2 separate regions of the Mus musculus genome follow, and region 2 is linked to region 1. The links are chromatin contacts, called in public HiChIP or PLAC-seq maps. All regions are on one chromosome and are shown on one strand. The core of a region is the stretch at or near the end of the contact, and the rest is flanking DNA. Distances in the headings are between cores, read along the strand shown. Region 1 overlaps Dlc1 (deleted in liver cancer 1). Region 2 has its middle 32 kb from the start of G630064G18Rik.

Evidence for each region. HiChIP or PLAC-seq counts read pairs in DNA pulled down with a chosen protein or histone mark.
Region 2: an H3K27ac HiChIP or PLAC-seq map of heart atrium shows a contact between it and region 1, with 11 times the contacts expected there. The contact joins two enhancer-like sites. A contact is called at or near these places in 3 of 115 datasets of contacts at active chromatin or transcription factors (embryonic stem cells, heart atrium and trophoblast stem cells).

What each region holds. Positions count from the first base shown.
Region 1 is chr8:36,576,670-36,579,369 of GRCm38.p6, forward strand. It overlaps Dlc1 (deleted in liver cancer 1), which reads right to left. Exons shown (of 18, transcript NM_001194940.2): 12 at 2,555-2,700; 13 at 366-579. Among named protein-coding and RNA genes, the nearest start is that of Trmt9b, 120 kb to the left of the region's middle. Within about 2 kb of position 1,377, at least 18 of the 459 cell types and tissues checked have an H3K27ac peak or open chromatin away from gene starts, as enhancers often do. A contact at or near this core is called in heart atrium, where this site is marked.
Region 2 is chr8:37,055,242-37,057,941 of GRCm38.p6, forward strand. No RefSeq gene overlaps it. Among named protein-coding and RNA genes, the nearest start is that of G630064G18Rik, 32 kb to the left of the region's middle. Within about 2 kb of position 1,355, at least 8 of the 459 cell types and tissues checked have an H3K27ac peak or open chromatin away from gene starts, as enhancers often do. A contact at or near this core is called in heart atrium, where this site is marked.

The DNA of each region.
Region 1 (2,700 bases), core at 127-2,626:
GGGCATATACACTATTAGGAGGTGTGGCCTTGTAGAAGTAGGTGTGTCACTGTGGGTGTGGGCTTTAAGATCCTCATCCTATCTGCCTGAAGTCAGTATTTTCCAGCAGCCTTCTGATGATGTAGACTGCACCATGCCTTGGTCATGGTGTCTGTTCACAGTAGTAAACCTTGACTAATACAATCCCTTAAGTTGTTTGTGTCAAGTCATCTTTTACAGTGACATACGAGGACTTAATTCCAGGACTAACCCCCTTTGCTAGGTCCAGATAAGAATCCAATAAGGACACAAGGACAAGGCTCTAGAAGGTGAGTGATACCTCATGGGAACAGAGCCCAGGCATGCCCCTTGCATCTGATCTGTACCTTGGAGAAGAATTCTCTCGCTTCAGGGTGTTGAGGTGGAAGAGGGACGGAGCTAGGCACACAGCCAGGTTGGTGGGAGTCATCTGGTTTTCTTTCACAGCCGCTGTGACATCGCTCAGGAAATAGAGAAGTGTCTGCAGAACCTCCCGGTTCTCGTCGGGCAGGAGCATAATGGCCGCCTTGATGGCTTGGAGGCGCTGGTCCTTGGGAACATCTGCAGGACACAAGCATTGCCACCACCAACTCAGTAATTTTCCACGCACGTGGGCAAGTCCACATCCCAAAGCAAACATGGGCATCAAATACTGAACGGGCAGTTGTAGAAAGCATACTAAAGATTAATAAGGGAGAAATTATGGGCTGCCACCGGCGTCACTACCCTCAAGTATTTCCTGCCTTGTGGGGGAGTTAAAACATTTGAAACACCCACAATACTAACATGCTTTTAAATCGACCTCAGACTTCGGCTCCAGATGACACGCGCCTTAAGCGTACAGAACTGTTACTTCTAAGCACTTAAAAAAAAATCTCTAATTTGCCATCTTAATTATCAAAATCATTCCACCTTAAAGACTTTGTGTAGTTTCAATAAAATGTTTTATGTGAGACACGTGCAAGACATTAAAAAACAGGGGCTGCTCAGCTGAGCAGAAAGGGCTCAGTATCTCTGGAGACCGATTTTGACCCATTTGCCCATTCTTTAAATGGGGAAAGGTTGTGGAAAAACATGAAGCCAATTTCAATAGACAGAGCTTAAATAATGACGTTTAAAGTTTTTAGAAGGTACACCAAGAAGCAAACGTATCAAAGTGCACATCACCCTGTAGAATAACTTATACTGGAATAAGTTTGTGCCTGGCATTCCGGTCTCATTCACCAGGCAAATTTTCTTTAAAGCAAGTGGTGGAAAAAGCAAGTCACTTAAATGCAAGGTCCTAAGACAAACTGATTAAAGGGCTCCATGGTTACGACGCATAACAAATACCTCAGCAGGGGCGGGTGTGTGTGTGTGTGTGGGGGGAAGTGACCTGTGTTTTCCTAAAATATGAAAGGTTGAGAGAGAGCCTGAAGCAGTCCAGACCAGCTCCGTTTCTCATAAAATGAAGTCCAGCACGTCACTTCTAAAGCTTATTTCAGCACTAAGACGGGGCTGCTTTTAAATCATGCTGCTCTGACGTCACGAGCCCAGAGAAAGAGGAGGAGGCTGTGAAAGCCACGGTCCTCTTCTTCATCATTCACTTCCTCAATGGTTTGCCCTAAGCCGAGCCTAAAAGTGAGGAGGGCACGCGTATTGTCTCCTTAGGTGTTTATGGGAGGAACGGTGATGATTAACCGGAAAAGGGGAAAGAGGATTATTTTATTCATTTCCCAGGGAGATAAAATACACATGAGAAAAATTTGAATTCCACAGCCCTGTTAGAGAAGTATAAAGTAAATGAGAAGTCTATATAGATGGGGAGCAGGGAAGGAAATGAGAGGTGGGGGAAGGGAAGGGAGAGGGGTCGAGGTAGAGAAAGTGGAGGAGAGGAAGAGGAAGAGGAAGAGGAGGGAGGCAGAGAGGGAAAAGGGAGAGGGAGAAGGCCAGCATACCATTTTGGTACCCTATTTTTGAACACCTACTGCTCTAGATAAACGAAAGATGACAGTGGACTTGATGGTAAAAATGTACAACTGACTTCTGTACTTCCTGACTCAATAGCAACACTGATTTTCTCTTTCTTTTGAAGACAATGTCTCATGAGACCCAGGTAGCCCTCAAATTCAGTATGCAGCCAAGGGTGACCTTGAACTGATCCTCCCACCTCCATTTCCAAAGTGCTAAGGTTGCAGGTCTGCACCGTGACACCTGGTTTATGTGATGCTGGAGAGAAAACTCAGTACTTTATGTGTGCTACACACAATCCCTCTGCCAACAACATACAGTGGGTCATAAAAGTACTTCTCAAGCTATTTAGTAAGGATACAGTAAACCTATTACACACACACACACACACACACACAGACACACACACAGACACACACACACACACACACACACACACACACACACACACACACACTGTAACTTTCGAGAAGATCAGCATGCAGGTTTTTCTCTACAAAAGGATGGCATACAAAGAGGCTGTGTGCTTCAGTTGGTCCCATGGAACCCGACATCAGTTGCCTTAAGAAGAACCAAGAACGCTTACACTGGTAGATCTGCAGGAAGGTTTCGGAGAGTTTGTTCGTCATGAGGGGCTCAGGAAGATCTCGAAAATATTGCTTTAACATGTCTGCCACATCATAAGCAGACTGGCCTTCATAGTTGACATTATCTTCAGCGCTTTCATTCATC
Region 2 (2,700 bases), core at 105-2,604, 480 kb after region 1:
GGAAATGCCTCCATGAGATCCAACTGTAAGGCATTTTCTCAATTAGTGATCAAGGGGGAAAGACCCCTTGTGGGTGGGACCATCTCTGGGCTGGTAGTCTTGGGTTCTATAAGAGAGCAGGCTGAGCAAGCCAGGGGAGGCAGCCAGTAAAGAACATCCCTCCATGGCCTCTGCATCAGCTCTTGCTTCCTGACCTGCTTGAGTTCCAGTCCTGACTTCCTTTGGTGATGAACAGCAGCATGGAAGTGTAAACCAAATAAACCCTTTCCTCCCCAACTTGCTTCTTGGTCATGATGTTTGTGCAGGAATAGAAACCCTGACTAAGACAGTAGTCATGTGTCTTAAGTTAACTAATTTATTCTCTATTATATCAGAAAGTCAATAAATGGTTTCTATAGTTAATACATTGAATAACATGATTCACCAAAGCTGATGTCATTGAGAGGAACTGAGAACATCAAATGGAGAGCAAAATGAAGAAAAGCAGAGATCTTATGATCCTAAATTCTTAAGAAGTATTTATTTGATTGTTGGAAATGAGTGTTTCAAGTGTTTTTAGAATACGCATGTTTATTTTAAAATAGTTCTTTTGCTGTGAATTAGCAGTATATTTTCTTAACTATTAGATTTTAGCAATCATTCATTATAAATTGCTTTTTTGATTTCTTAGTAATATTAGAAAACTACAGACATTGGAAAAATGTATGGAAAGGGTAAATGTATGGTATGGGTTACCTTTGATGAACCCAAACTCACAGGCGTATACTGATAGAAGAGAACATTGTGTTAATTGTCTGATGTGTGCCTCAGTGGGTATTTATCTTATTTGTTTGTTGTTTTTTTATTGCTAGGCAACGATGATATTTATATAATTGCATCACTGGTTTTATTATTATGTTCTGGAAACTTTGATAATAAAACGAGAACTCACTTTGCGCTCTAAGCTCAATTCAGAACAATTTTAGTTAAAAAAAGTTTTGGAAGAATCATGGAAGCAGCCAGCCAAGAACTAATAAATATCTCATGGACAATAAATTGCACAAGATTTGAATATAATCTGTTCTTAGTTTGCTGCAAATAATTATTCAGTGTTTTAGGATTTCCACTGACTATACACTAAAGATATTTCAATAGTTGTGAATGATAAATCACATGAATATAAACTAACAATTATACTTCTGAATAATTGGTTGGAATACCTTGTATAAAACCTAAGAGGATATAATCCTTATTATTTAAGATTCTTTCTGCCATTTGTATCAAGTGGTTAATATTATTGGCACACTTTATATTCTGGAGCCCTGATATTGCACAAGCGGGATTGGCACATTCTTGTGTCCTAGCTAATAATAACACTCATGGCTTGCAACTGTGGAAACACGGACTTGACAGAAACCCAAGAATGTCTACATCGCTGAGGGACCAAATGAAGGAACATGCAGGTTCTGAGTAAGGATATTTACTTTTTAATAAAAGAGTATGATTGTTTTTAATCTGGACTTTGAGTAAGTATCTAGGCATGTGACATTTGCCCTTATATCAATATTTGCTATTTGAAATCAATTTTGATTTGCTTGCACCCCCAGTTCACAGATCCATTTCTTCCATTTTGACCTCTTTCTTCTTGACCTGTCAGCTTCCATTTTTAATCCTTGTACAGAAAATGTATTGGCAAACAAATACTATCCTTAATGGATAACAAGATGGAGACTATCCAGTGTTTATTCAAGGATGATTTCTGATTAAACTATTCCTTTAACAGGCTTCAGCATATTTGATAGAACTAATTTATTACACAGAATATAATTATATATGTGCTTAAAATATTAAGGAGTCACATAAATGCCCAGTGGTTATGTAATGGGGAAAGCAAAGGCCTCTCTTAGGATGCTAGCCTTTACTAATATGTGTTAACTGTATTTTTGTGACTCCTCCTGTTATAGTATCAAAGTTTCAATTTTTGTGTATTATGGGGAAATGTAATTTGAAATTATCCCAGTTAAAATAAAATACAACATGTTACTATTTCTCTATAGCCACAGGATTAACCTGAAACCATGAGATGGATAAGAAAATATTGATAATTTGGCTAAAAAAAAAGGGAGAAGACAGTGCTAGTGAAGATTATTTTGCCTATTAATTAAATACCACCAAGGAAGTCATCAAAGAGCACATTTAGTTGCTGCAACACTTTAATAATGTTGTAAACTCCTGTCTTTCTTTGGAGAGCACGGTCACTCTTCATGGGTCTCCCTTGCACAACACATATGATTGTGTATTGGCATTTACAATGTACTGAACATATCCAGGTTAGGAATGAGATGGTCTCAAATACGCCTGACCTCATAACTACTATAATTCTACTTCAATTTGCAAGCCAACCTTTAAAACGTTTAGGCTATTGTTCAGTATGGAATGTCTATTTGCACCCACACTATGACATCATTTATAAATTTGCAGCTTCATCTAGAAGGAATTATCTCTAGACTTTTGGCTTGGCTATGGTGGTCTGCATCAGGTGCCCCAACCTTAGAAATAAAGATAGTCAATAGTGCCTTTATACAATGGACATTTTATGTACCAAGCATGGGATTTTTTTTTATCTTATTCTGCCCTTAAAATCTGTTTTGCATTGTGTAATTAACCCTGCTGCAAGGAATTCCTTCAAATGAATTATTATTTTTTTAAATAATTAAAAAG